2 separate regions of the Macaca fascicularis genome follow, and region 2 is linked to region 1. The links are chromatin contacts, called in public Hi-C maps. All regions are on one chromosome and are shown on one strand. Each heading gives the region's core, a stretch centred on a gene start, on an enhancer-like site or on the middle of the called end of the contact. The rest is flanking DNA. Distances are from core to core; before and after follow the strand shown. Region 1 holds the start of CHID1 (chitinase domain containing 1). Region 2 holds the start of LOC107127228.

Region 1 (6,984 bases), core at 3,009-5,508:
TTATCCCAGCACCCAGAGAGGATGTCTCCGTCCACAGGTGGGGAGGACTCGGCAGCAGGGAGTGCTGGTGTGTGTCCTTCTCTTCCTGGGCTTCCGGTCTCTAAACTGGAATGTTTCAAGGCCTAGGAGTGACAGGACGTGGTCAGCAATAGTGGCCCAGGTCCTGCCCTCTGGGTGACCCAGGCCAAGGTCTCCTAGTTAGAACAGGACAGAGTCACGAGGCTGCCACTGTCGAGAAGGGCCCTGCCTGTGCTGACTCTGCAAATGAGGAGTCGCCCAGAGCTGCCTGCGACCCCACCCAGGAGCACTGGCCAGCTCGGGGAAGACAAAAACCCAGCCCCAAAGACCTCACAGCCACTAGGCACCTCCAACAACCAGGTGCGAGTAATTTTTTTTTTTTTTTTTTTTTGAGACAGGGTCCTGTCTGTCGCCCAGGCTGGAGTGCAGCAGTGCAATCACGGCTCACTGCAGCCTTGATCTCCTGGGCTCAAGTGATCAGCCTCCCAGAGCACTGGGATTACAGGCATGAACCACCACTCCCAGCCTTCCAGTGCTTTTGAGGATGTCTCTGAGAGGCATCCTCAGGCTGGGGACCCAGGAACATGCCAGGTAAAGCATGGGGTCTCCCAAAGCAGGAGCCAGGGATCCAGTCAGCAACAAAAACACTCATCTCTACAGGCCTCCTCACCCCACCGGGCTGCCCCTGCTCTCCTCTGTCCCCCCATGCCCACTGCAGACAGGCCGTGGGCAAGCAGGAGGGCTTCAGGGCAAGTCAGACCCGGGCCTACAGGGCAGAGCCTGGACCTCCGCCAGAGCACCCCACACCCACCCCTGGTAGGGAGGGCTAGGAATCGGGGGCTGAGGGCTGGTTTAGTGCCTGGGCAAGGTGGTTATGCTTGGATTTACATTACATTTCAACAGCGAGGATTTGATTTATTAAAATTTAATTTCAATACATTGAAGTTATAAATTCAAAATCCAATTTATTAACCTGTTAAGTTCAATTTTACAAACCCCTATTAATCCCTTTGTAAGCCTAGAAGACTTTATAGTCACTTTTTTTTTTTTTTGGAGACAGAGTCTTGCTCTGTCACCCAGGCTGGAGTGCAACAGCGCAATCTCAGCTCGCTGCAACCTCTACCTCCCAGGTTCAAGCAATTCTCCTACCTCAGCCTCTCGAGTAGCTGGGATTACAGGTGCACACCACCATGCCCGATTAATTTTTTTGTATTTTTAGTAGAGAGGGGGGTTTCACTATGTTGCCCAGACTGGTCTCGAACTCCTGAGCTCAGGTAATCCGAGATCAAGTGATCCGCCTGCCTTGGCCTCCCAAAGTGCTGGCAATACAGGCATGTGCCACTGTGCCCAGCCTTTTTTTTTTTTTTTTTTTAAACATTCTTACTCTGTTGCCCAGGCTGGAGTGCAGTGGCTCAACCTTGGCTCATTGCATTCTCTACCTCCCCGGTTCAAGCGATTCTCACACCTCAGCCTCCCAAGTAGCTATGACTATAGGTGCCTATCACCAAGCCCAGCTAATTTTTTGTATTTTAGTAGAGATGTTGCCCAGGCTGGTCTCGAACTCCTGAGCTCAGGCAATCCGCCCACCTCGGCCTCCCAAAGTGCTGGGATTACAGGTGTGAGCAACCCCGCCCGGCCTGTGGCCACTTTAAAGGGGCTTCTGCATAATATTTGGTCCCATCTACAAACTCAATTAAGCAATTTTCAACATTTCAAACAATTTATAAATGAAGTCTCTTTTCACTCCGTTTTGTATGCTTTAGGGTTTTTGCATGCTTTAGGTTGTCTGAGTTGACAACAGCATCTTGGGCGCTTCAGTAACTCATGCATTGGCGTAGTGAGGTGGCTTATGTCTATAATTCCAGCATTTGGGGAGGCCGAGGCAGGAGGATTGCTTAAGCCTAGGAGATGGAGGCTGCAGTGAACCATGATCCACTGCACTCCAGCCTGAGTGACAGAGTGAAACCCTGTTTCATTGTAATACTTTTTTTTGGAGTGGGGGGGATTTTCCTGCCTTGGCCTCCCAAAGCATTGGGATTACAGGGGTCAGCCACTACACCCAGCTAAAAACTCATACAAGTTAACAGATTCAAAATGTAAACGTGGTGAACTGCAAGTTATCTTAGATGTTCCAAAAACATAAAATACGAAATGTTGGTTCAAGTTTCACTTAATACAGGAATGCTAACACTTTGGTTCTGAGTCTCTTAAACCTTGGTATGTCTCATTAAACATCTTCCTGAGGCTAAAAGATGGGTGCCCACCTAAAGAAGTCAGTTTTCAATCCAGGTACACAGGGCCCATTGGCACAAACTATGCAGTTTGGGAGGCGGACCACTTTGTGCTGGCAACTGACAAGACTCCCCCAGGAACCCGACCCGGTGGGAGCTCTGCAGAGGGGCCTAGCTGGGGGCTTCCTATCCTCCCATCTGCTCTTGGGGTCTGTAGTTCTGGCCCAGAGTGAACCCTAAGTAGATTCTGCAATTCTTTTTTTTTTTTTTTTTTTTTTTTTTTTTTGAGGCTGAGTCTTACTTTATCACCCAAGCTGGAGTGCAGAGTGATCTCTGCTCCCTGCAACCTCTGCCTCCCAGGTTCAAGTAATTCTCCTGCCTCAGCCTCCCCAGTAGCTGGGATTACAGGCATGCGCCACCATGCCTGACTAATTTTTGTATTTTTAGTAGAGACAGGGTTTCACCATGTTGGCCAGGCTGGTCTCGAACTCCTGACCTGAAGTGATCCACCCGCCTTGGCCTCCCAAAGTGCTGGGATTATTTTTTTTTTTTTTTTTTTTTGAGACGGAGTCTCGCTCTGTCGCCCAGACTGGAGTGCAGTGGCACGATCTCCACTCACTGCAAGCTCCGCCTTCCCGGGTTCCCGCCATTCTCCTGCCTCAGCCTCCCGAGTAGCTGGGACTACAGGCGCCCGCCACCGCGCCCGGCTAATTTTTGTATTTTTAGTAGAGACGGGGTTTCACCGTGTTAGTCAGGATGGTCTCGATCTCCTGACCTCGTGATCCGCCCGTCTCGGCCTCCCAAAGTGCTGGGATTACAGGCGTGAGCCACCGCGCCCGGCCAGTGCTGGGATTAAAGGCGGTGGCTCCCGATCGATTCTGCAATTCTTTAGCGCCAAAGACCTCTGACCTCAATGTGATCCTAAAATGGCTAAGCGCCTTTCCTAAGAGAAGTTGCATGGCCTCCTTAGCATTGCGAGGACTGCGCATATGTCCCTGAAGACACCTGCCATAGCTTACTGGGACCCTTTCCAGAGCTCTGCCGACTTTAGGTCTTCACCCCCAAAGCTCAGGTGTCAGGCCACCATCCAAGCCGTTTGCTGAGAGCGAGTGCTGAGCTGGGTGAAAGCCCACAGCTGGTGGGGGACGTGCCTCGCACTGCATGCAGCCCCCAGCCCCTTCTAGGAAAGGCGAGGGCGTCAGCTGGCAGAAAATACCGGGAAGGGAAAGAAGGAAACGTGACTAGAAAGAACAAAGCTTAGTTTAAGGAGAAAGCTCCCAAGCCGCAGAAATGGGGAAGCAGCCGTGTAGGGTGTCTCGGAGCCCACGCGCGCCCCGGGAACGGCAGAGCGGGGTAGGGTGGGGCCCGGCCGTGCGGTTTTCTGCAGGAAACTGCGCTGGGAACGGCTAGGGCTGGGTGTGGCGGTCGGACAGCCTGTGCCGAGTAGAATGCGCGGTTACCGAAAGTGCTGGCCACGCGCGCGTTCATCCAAGCACGAGCGGCTGAGTCGGGAACTCGGTTTGCCTCCCGGGGCTCCGGCTTGTGCAATGTGCAAGGCGGGGCTGCGGACCGAGAGAGCGCGCGTTTCGGGCCGTCCCCGCTGGAGACTGCGTCTCGGGCGCCATCGGCCTGGGGATGGAGATGGCCCACCCAGGAGGCGGCTGGGGGGACTCCGGGTCCCGGGAGGAGTGTGCCGGGGCGGAGCCCACCGCGGGGTTCTCCCAGCACCGCCCAGCAGGGCAGAGGCCCTGGAGCCCGAGGCCCCGTGCGGCCCCACGCCGTGGGCACCAGGACTGCCCAGGAGCCGTGGCGCTGGGAACCTAGTGCCCCCTGGGCGGGGAACCTGGGAGCCGGCTACAGCGCGAGCACTAGGGGGGCTCAAAGTGAACGCTCCTGGCCCGGGCTCCGGCCCCGCCCCGGCCCGCCCCCACTCCTGGCCCAGCCCCTCTCCGTCCCAGCATGCCGTGCGCGGCGGCGGCGCGCGGGCGCCTGGGGCGGGACTTCCGGCGCGCTGGAGCGTCTTCCGGCTGTGAGTGTGTGGCCGTCAGGCCTCCCTGACATGCAGGTGAGCCCCGCGGCGGCCGGGACCTGCTCTTCCTCCTTGCACGGCCTCAGTTTCCCTTTCGCGAAGTGGGCGCGCCGGGCAGCGAGGTTCGGCCCCGGGCGGGACGGGCGTGGGGTCGCGAGCGACGCCGCGCGGGCGCGTGAGAGCGAGTGTGTGAGGGGGCGTGTGAGAGGGTGTGAGGGCGAGGGTGAACGAAGGTGAGAGAAGGTTGCTGTGAGTGCGAGGGTGAGCGAGGGCGGGGGTGGAGGGCGAGTGTGGACGGGGGCGCGTGTCGGGGGAACCGCGAGTGGGAGGTGGAGCGCGTGCGCTAGGGCGAGCGAGCCTGAGAGCGAGGCGCGCTGGTGGAAGGGGCCTGAGTGCGCAGACGGGATGTGGCCGGCGGGTGAGGAGTGTGTGAGCGCGCGGCTCGTGTGGCAAAGTGGTGGCCATTGGGTCCCCAGGACCCCCAGGGGGAGCAGCGGCAGGAGGGCTCCAGGCGGGCTGCCCTCCCAGTGAGGGGTACGCGGTCCCCGTGAAAGGCGGGCGCGTCAGACCGGATCCCACCCTTGGTTTAGCCCCAAACCTTGAAGCTTCCATTGCTGACTGTCCGAACTGGAGGGTGACCCTCCCGCCCGTCCGCCTCGACTTCCTGTGCTATCTCTGAGCCTCCTAGCTACTTGGGACCACAGGTGTGCCCCAGCGCACCCAGCTAAGAATTTTTTTTTTTTTTAAGGCAAAGTCTCACCCTGTCGCCCAGGCTGGAGTGCAGTGGTGCGATCTCAGCTCACTGCAACCTCCGCTTCTGGGTTTAAGGGATTCTTCTGCCTCAGCCTCCCGAGTAGCTGGGAGTACAGGTGCACACCACTGCACCCAGCTAATTTTTTAAATCTTTTTTAGTGATTGGGTTTAACCATGTTGGCCAGGCTGGTCTTGAACTCCTGATGCGGTGATCCGCCCAGCAGAAAAATATTTTTTGTAGAGACCAGGTCTTGCTTTGTTGCCAAAACCAGTCAAGAACTCTTGGCCTCCCAAAGTGCTAGGGTCACAGGCCGGAGCCACCATGCACCAGTTCTTCAAAACACAATAGAATAGGAGTTGTCAGTGTGTCCATCACAGAATGGAGTTAGCTCTGATTGGCTGCTGTCGCTTTACGCATGTGCACACATGACATACACGTGTGCTGGGCTGTGATGTAAAGGGCATTTCTTTTTTTTTTTTTTTTTTTTTGAGACGGAGTCTCGCTCTGTCACCCGGGCTGGAGTGCAGTGGCCGGATCTCAGCTCACTGCAAGCTCCGCCTCCCGGGTTTACGCCAATCTCCTGCCTCAGCCAAAGGGCATTTCTTACTGCTGGTCTCCATGAAAAGCATTGGAAAGCCACTGCTGTGACTCCCATCCTTTCCATCAACACCACCGAGGAGGTCCTGGACCTACGGACTGGGAGTGCAGGAAAGTGGGAGCAGTAGCGCTCCACCTTAGCTTGTTACAGAATGATTTCTGGGACCGCTTTGGGTGACCAGGGTCGGGGCCTGTGCCTCTCCATAACACCCCACATTCCCTTTGTGTGCGGGGCCGTTCTGCCCAAGGGAAGGTCATTGGCATTTGGGGAAGAAACACGTTTTGATGCAGGAACGAAGTGTGTGCGAGCCTGGGAGTCTGTGTTACATGAAGAGCATGATGGAGAGTGTCCTCACAGGCCTCAGAGCAGAGCGGCCGGTGAGCAGTGGGGAGCCCGGGAGGTACCAAAGCCCAGACAAGGACCTGGTTGCAGTGTGAGCATCCTCACACATCACACACACCATCTCCCTGGGGCAGTTGTCTGGAAAGTTCCATGGCAAGTCAGAGAAGCAGCCCAGCATTTGTGAGCAGCCTGTATCCGAGCACTTCATCGCTGAGCTGGCAAGCTGAGTGTGAGTGGACAGGGGCAGTACCGGCCCTGGCCTGGTGCTCAGTCAGGTTCTCCTAGTGCCCCCTCTGCTGGACACATGCTGACAGGACTCTTCCTCTTCCATCCTTTCCTCTTCCTTCCCTGAAGTGTGAAATCATAGGTTGGCCGGGCGCGGTGGCTCAAGCCTGTAATCCCAGCACTTTGGGAGGCCGAGATGGGCGGATCACTAGGTCAGGAGATCGAGACCATCCTGGCGAACACGGTGAAACCCTGTCTCTACTAAAAAATACAAAAAAACTAGCCGGGCGAGGCGGCGGGCGCCTGTAGTCCCAGCTACTCGGGAGGCTGAGGCAGGAGAATGGCGTAAACCCGGGGGGCGGAGCTTGCAGTGAGCTGAGATCCGGCCACTGCACTCCAGCCCGGGCGACAGAGCCAGACTCCGTCTCAAAAAAAAAAAAAAAAAACAAACATAGGTTGGGGGGCAGGGAGGTCATAGGCAGAGGGGCCTCTAGGTGGGTGGACAGTGGCCCTGTTTCAGATCTACAGGACGGCAGGTAGGGGCAGAGACCCAGCCCCATAGTGGTTGGTCATTTCGTACCTGAGTGTGCCCTCAAATTACTCCTGAGCCAGTCCCCTGGAGAACCACCCATTTGGTTTTTCCTTCCTTTCCTTCGTCCCTGACCCAGATTTCCACCCAGAAGACAGAGAAGGAGCCAGTGGTCATGGAATGGGCTGGGGTCAAAGACTGGGTGCTTGGGAACTGAGGCAGCCGCCGTTTCAGCCTGGCCAGGCAAGTGATTCTGGG
Region 2 (6,984 bases), core at 1,824-4,323, 150 kb before region 1:
TTCCCAGCTGGCCCACCTTTGCTCTGCATACAGCCGGTGCTCTGCATACAGCCGGTGCTCTGCATACAGCTGGTGCTCAGCAAAGCTTGCTGCTGCTGATGGACGATTCCATGACTCACTCCAGCATCTCTGTGCCCCAGAAGACGGTGGACTCCTGGCCCCAGCCTGTGCCCTCTGCGGCCATCACGGGCCCGACCAGGCCTGTGGTCACAGGCGAGGCCAGGGCAGGGAGGAGGCCCTGACCACAGCAAAGGAGTCTGCAGCAGGGGAGGCACCAGCATCCAAGTGCCCGTGCCCAGGGAGGTGCCACCTCCGACAGGGCGTCAGGCTTGGGACACAGTTGCCGGGGGAGCAGCAGGGACAGGGAGGGGGCGGAAACGCGGCAGCAGGTCAGCTCCGTGACTGCAGCCCCGTGGGGGCAGTGGCTTTCAGGGACTCACAGCCCAGAAGGGCCTTACCTTCGGCCCCTTCCAGCAGTAGCACCAACTGCCGTGGCCGCCCACACTACCCTCGTCCTGACGGCTGCCCACACCAGATCCTCTGTGGCCAGCAGTCCTGTCATCCACATCCCTATCTTGCTGAAGAGCGGGCGGTGAGGACACAGGAAAGCCAGGCTGTCACCCGCCCAGGGCCAGAGCCACGATGGGTCCCCCAGGTGGGAGAGCCCTGGTCTCACCCCCAGAATGGCCCACCCTGTCCCACAGCCAAGATCTAACGCCAGTCTCCCAAGGAGTGGGCACAGGGGCGGGGAGGGAACTTTCCATGGTGGTCCAGGGGCTGGGGAGCCTCAGGGGTCACGAGAAGCTGGTGGAGCCAGGGAGCTGTGGCCACAACGTGGGTGCAGGTGCCCCAGGACGGGGAGGGGAGGGCGTGGCCTTGGGTGCTACCAGCCCCCGCACCGGCACTCAGGCAGCATAGGGGCACATTTTGGGCCTGGGGGACTGTGCCATCGTGGCCAGGAGCACCTTGAGAAGCCAGGAGGGCCAGCCAGGGTAGGGCAGAGCAGAGTGGGGCAGGGACAATCTGCCCAGAAGTGTCACCGCCCCTCAGACACCCCCAGACTCGCCTGGGCCAGGATAATAGGCAGTCCTCGGCCCAAGGCCCTGAATTAGGTACCTGGGGACCTGCACGTCTGGCCAGGACCCCTGCCTCTCTGTGCAGAATCCTGATGCCCCCTGGCAGGCCCGGGGGTTCAGCAGAAGCAGGTTGCAGCCCCCACACCCCTCTAATGGGCCACATAGAAGGTGGGCCAAGGGCAGCGGCTGTGGGGCCTGGGACACAGCAGCTGCGACGCTGCCACAGACAAGGGTCGGGTCCAGGAGTGGAGGACCCAGGGCAGTGACGAGGAGATGCAGACAGACCTGGCTTGAGATGAGGTCTGGGTGGGAGTCCAGGAGGTGGGGAACCCAGCTTCCCAGGCACCGGGGGAAGCCCCCGCCCGAGTCCTCGGTGAGCTGAGTCTCCAGGGTCTGGTGCTCCCGGCGTCCTGGCCAGGCCTTGTGGCTGTGGAGGGACAGAAACCAGGCCCAGCTTCCTGCTGGGGGTCACCTCTCCCCGGGTGTCTAGGGCATCGCTGCGTCTGAAAACTAGCAGGAAAGGGGTGCTCGGTGCAGCCTCAGGGCCTTGGGGACCCCCTTGGATCTTGCCGGCTCCCAAAATGCAGAGGGAGAGTCGGGCAGTGGGGCCAGGGCTGCAGCCCCCATGTCTCCTCCATGTCTGCCCAGCTCTGTCTACCTCAGGGAGGCAGGACTCCTCAGACTGGACCTGGCCCCTACCCGCCCCGGGCGCTTGGAGCAAAGTCTGTGGTCCCAGGCTCCCTGACAGCGGATGCTTCCCTGCCCAGCCCAAGCCATCTGCAGCCAGACCAGAGGCTGGTGTGGTGCTGTGGAAGGTTCCGGAGGGCGAGAGCCGTGATGCTGCAGTTCGCCAGCAGGTGGCAGCTGGCGCCCGCACTGCGGCCCGGAGGAGGGTTGGGCAAGGTGTGTGCTCAGGGCCATGCGGCCCAGGTGTGTGTCTGCGTGTTGGCAAGTCCGGTGCCTGGGTGGCTCTCAGGCATCTTGTGGAGCACAGGCAGCAGCAGCCAGCAAGGAGCACTCTGGTCCCATTGATGGGAGGCTCCGGGACAGACAGCACTGAGAGGAGAGAAGCTGGGCAGGTGGGGCCGCCAGGGCAGGTGTGAGGGTGACCCCGCCAAGCAGCACAGGGACGATCTGAACCCTGCAGGGCCCGGCAGCACCTGAATAATGGGAGAAGCTGTGCGAGCCCACGTGTGAGCCATGAACAGGCACCACAGCAAGGCGGGCAGGCAAGGCGGGCAGGCGTGGGTCCTGTACACACGGGTGTGGGTGTGACTGAGCAACCACTCGCCCTCTCACATCCCCTGCAGTGAGCGTAGGGGCACCGGCCTCTCATTTCTCAGCCCCGCTGGGCCCACCTCCTGCCTGGCCTCCCGGGGACTGACCTGTGGCCTCCTACCACCCTCGAACTGCAGGGGTTGCCTGTCCCCGCCTTTGTCCCCACACCTGGGGCCTGTCCCGCCTTTGTCCCCGCACCTCGGGCCTGTCCCCGCCTTTGTCCCCGCACCTCAGGCCTGTCCCCGCCTTTGTCCCCGCACCTCGGGCCTGTCCCCGCCTTTGTCCCCGCACCTCGGGCCTGTCCCGCCTTTGTCCCCGCACCTCGGGCCTGTCCCCGCCTTTGTCCCCGGACCTGGGGCCTGTCCCTGCCTTTGTCCCCGCACCTCGGGCCTGTCCCCGCCTTTGTCCCCGCACCTCGGGCCTGTCCCCGCTTTGTCCCCGCACCTCGGGCCTTTGTTGACACCTGTAGGCTCAGGTACCACGTGGGGCCCGGGACACTGGGGGCCGCAGCACATCGGGGAGGGGAGGCTGCAGTCTGGGCCCAAGGGCGTCCAGCCTCTCCACTCCCTCCCTGGTGACCTTGGGCAGAGGCCGCCCGTCTCTGTGCCTGTTTCCGCGTCTGTGTGGCACAGAAGACGTCTCCACCTGCAGTAAATCCGGGGATGGCAGAAGCGTCCGCCCCGCCAGCCGCACGCCCCGCCAGCCGCACGTCACGTCCCGCCAGCCGCACGCCCCGCCAGCCGCACGTCACGCCCCGCCAGCCGCACGTCACGTCCCGCCAGCCGCACGTCCCGCCAGCCGCACACCAGGAGCCCTTTGCTGCCAGGATTGACTGGGGATGCCTCAGGCTCTGTCAGGGCCTGGACCCTCCCTGCCTGGGTACCTCTGACCCAGCGACAGGGAAGGCCACCAGGGCAACCCCAGAGGCCTGTCCAGCTCGGAGCCAACCCCTCCTGCACCGGGGTCCCTGAGATTCACCCTGGCAGGCAGCAGGAAGGCACGGTGCCCGGTGGCCTTCTTCCCCCACGGGGAGGGTCTGGGCTGGGCTCTTCTTTGATAGGCCACCTGGGTCCCACCTCAGGCCTGGAGGAAAGTGGAGGGGTCCACACCGTGGCTGGCCCCGGGACTGGGGACACATGGGCACCAGGACACACGAGGCCCATGGGGGCCGGGAAAGTCCCCAGAATCCCCACTCACCACTCCGGGTAGGGAAGAGGCGGGGCCAGCCTGTTGACGTGCATCTCCTGCTGTCCAGAGAATGCTCCAGACATCCCCATTCTCCTGCAGAAGGGACGTCCTTGCTGGGGAGTCGGTGGCTGCAGCCAGTTAGTGGTGACTCCCAGAAGGTTCCAGGCCCCATCCAGCCAGAACCCCAGAGCCAGACCTGGGGCCACAGGGCATGACGCCGCTCTGCCTACACAGGGATGGGCAGCTGCCCACGGCCATAGACACAGGCTTTGAGGAAGCGACAAGGCTCTTGCATCAGATTAAAATGCTGCCAAGCGGAAGAGTTGGCCAAAAGCTCTCACGGAGCAGCTGGTTCAGGGCCAGCAGGCGCTGGGGTGGCACGGGGGCCCTTTGGGTGCTGTGGCAGTGCCTGTCCCTGGCTCCCAGCCTGGGAGCCCCAGCAGTGCCTTGCACAGCTGGCCCAGACATGCAAAGGGCCAGAGCCCGGCACGTGGCAGTGTTGACCGTCATAATTGTTATTGCCATAATCATCATGATCATCATTGCTATTATTATATTATCACCAGGAAACTCACCTACCTTCTGCAGGCTGCGGGTGAGGCCAAGGGGCAGAGGGCTGGGGGCTGATGTGGGCCAGCAAGGCCCAGGCCACGAGGGTGCCACCTTCATCCCAGGGATGCCAAGGCCCAGCAGAAGGTGAGCAGGGGAGGAGAGATCCTTACCCCAGGGTGACCCCATGGCGGGGGCTGCACGTGGGCACCCACTGGAGGCCTGAGGGAGACAGGTGTGGCTCGGACGCTCTTTAGCAAGGTGGGAGCCAGGGCTCCCTTAAGAGGTCCACCTTAAGAGGTCCTCCAGAGTGACCCAGGGAGAACCATTCTCCGTCCCACCCACTCCTGGATCTCAAGCTCCCAGGACGCAGAGAGAACCTGAGCCATTGCCCGGTTTGTGCTGCTTGATCACGGTGGCCCCAGGAAAGCAATTCAAGAGTTGCAGCGATGCTGCCCAGCCCCACGGGCAGGGAAACCAGGGCCAGGAGGCGGCGCTGGGGGCTGCAGCTGGGTGGACCGCGCGGCTGGGGTATGTTCCCTGCCCGCTACTCTTCTACATGTTTCCAGGTTTTATTTAGTGACTATGCTCCACTCTGTATTAAAGTATCAAGATTCCATTTCATCAAGGACTAGCATGTTTAGCAAAGAGAGTAGCAGAGGCCGGATTTAGCAACTGAAAGACTCCAGGAAACATGGAAACAACAGCTGTCAAGACGTTGGACATCAGGCGACGAAGATAGACAGCGGCTCCCTCCAACCCGCTGCTACCCGGAAACGCCACGGCCTGAGTGGCGTAAAAGCAACAGACACGCATCTCCACAGCTGCGGAGGACGGGACGTTCAAGGTCGACGCTCTGGCAGATTCGATGTCCGGTGAGGTCACTCCCTGGTTCATGGACGGGACCTTCTCGCTGGGTCCCCCTCCCCTCTGGTAGAAGGGGTAGGAGAGTTCTCTGAGGTCTTTTTTTTTTTTTGAGACAGGAGTCTCGCTCTGTTGCCCAGGCTGGAGTGCAACGGTGCGATCTCGGCTCACTGCAAGCTCCACTTCCCAGGTTCAAGTGATTCTCCTGCCTTAGCCTCCTGAGTAGCTGGGATTACAGGTGCCCACCACCATGCCCAGCTAATTTTCGTATATTTAGTAGAGACAGGGTTTCACCATGCTGGCCAGGCTCGTCTCAAACTCCTGACCTCAGGTGATCCAACTGCCTTGGCCTCCCAAAGTGCTGGGATTACAGGCGTGAGCCACCACCCCTGGCCTCTGGGATCTCTTTTGTAAGGACACTAACCTCATTCTTGAGGGCTCTGCCACCTTCTCAAGTCCCCACCTCCTAATATCATCACCTTGGGCACTAGGATTTCAACATAGGAACTGGAGGGTGAGGAAGACACAAACATACAGTCCATGGCAGACACACAAGGGGAGCCTTAAAACTGCACAGGTCACCACCGGGAGGGTCTCCAGGACAAGGGGAGCCTTAAAACTGCCCAGGTCACCGCCGCGAGGGTTTCCAGGACAAGGGGAGCCCTAAAACTGCCCAGGTCACCGCCGCGAGGGTTTCCAGGACAAGGGGAGCCCTAAAACTGCCCAGGTCACCGCCGCGAGGGTTTCCAGGACAAGGGGAGCCCTAAAACTGCCCAGGTCACCGCCGCGAGGGTTTCCAGGGCAAGGGGCCAGGAAGGGGAACTCAGGAAGAGCTCAGCTGAGAGGCCACGGAGCCCACGGCTGCTGGAGTGCACAGGACACTGGCAAGGAGAGAGCTGCCCAGAGCAAAGCGTAGAGACCTGCAGAAAGTCCACCTTGAGTGTTTGGCAGAGAACCCGCTCAGCACGCGCCTAGGAGGAGACTAAGGCTGACGAGCAACCACCCGAGAGCAGCGGCGCCCACACACGCCGGGAAAAGCACGGCTCCCGCCAGCGCCACCGAGAACCCTCGCCACTCAAAATTCACGGTGCAGTGGGCAGAGTCTCTGTCCCTCAGGGTCTTGCCTCAATGGCGAGGAGTAGTTTGCCCTGGACTCGACACTGCCCTGATGCCACCTACAAGTCACAAAAGGCCCAGGAGGCCCCTCTCCAATCCCTTAATTACGTCCCAGAACAAAGCTCCAAGACACAAAAGCCTCCAGCAGCCCACAAGGTAACATTCACGAAGTCCGACAGCCATTCAAATAGTACCAGGCAGGTAAAGAAAGGCGATAACTCCGCCCATAACCAGGAGAAAATTCCACTAAATCCAAACCACAAAACCAACACGGATGTTGGAATTAGCCGACGAAGACGTTAAAACAGGCGTTACGACAGTATTCCATGTCATCAAAATGCTATGCTAAAAATTGAACGGATGGCCGGGCGTGGTGGCTCACGCCTGTAATCCCAGCACTTTGGGAGGCCGAGGCGGGCGGATCACAAGGTCAGGAGATCGAGACCACGGTGAAACCACGTCTCTACTAAAAATACAAAAAATTAGCCGGGCGCGGTGGCGGGCGCCTGTAGTCCCAGCTACTCAGGAGGCTGAGGCAGGAGAATGGCGTAAACCCAGGAGGCGGAGCTTGCAGTGAGCCAAGATCGCGCCACTGCACTCCAGCCTGGGCGACAGAGCGAGACTCCGTCTCAAAAAACAAAAAACAAAACAAACAAACAAAAAAATTGAACGGATTTAGTAAAAAACATGAAACATATAAAAAGGATCCAAATTAAACATCTAAAGATAAAAATGACTACATATGAGATGAAACACACTGGACAGGATTAACAGCGGATGGGACACCGCAGAAGAGGAGGGTGGTGAACTCAAAGACATCACAGAGACACAGAAAGACAAAAGAATCCAAAAAATAAACAGCTCCTTAGTGAGCCGTAGGTGGAAAAGCTTCGCGCAGTCTGACACGTCTGTA

Evidence for each region. Hi-C and Micro-C count contacts between places; a contact is called where the count stands out from the background.
Region 2: a Hi-C map of liver shows a contact between it and region 1, with 3 times the contacts expected there. The contact joins the promoter of LOC107127228 here to the promoter of CHID1 in region 1. A contact is called at or near these places in 2 of 2 Hi-C or Micro-C datasets (liver and skeletal muscle).

The regions. Positions count from the first base shown.
Region 1 is chr14:812,874-819,857 of T2T-MFA8v1.1, reverse strand. It overlaps CHID1 (chitinase domain containing 1), which reads left to right and starts at 4,258. Exons shown (of 14, transcript XR_012422874.1): 1 at 4,258-4,314; 2 at 6,866-6,969.
Region 2 is chr14:966,066-973,049 of T2T-MFA8v1.1, reverse strand. LOC107127228 reads right to left here and starts at 3,073. Exons shown (of 4, transcript XR_010580706.2): 1 at 2,799-3,073; 2 at 17-1,503.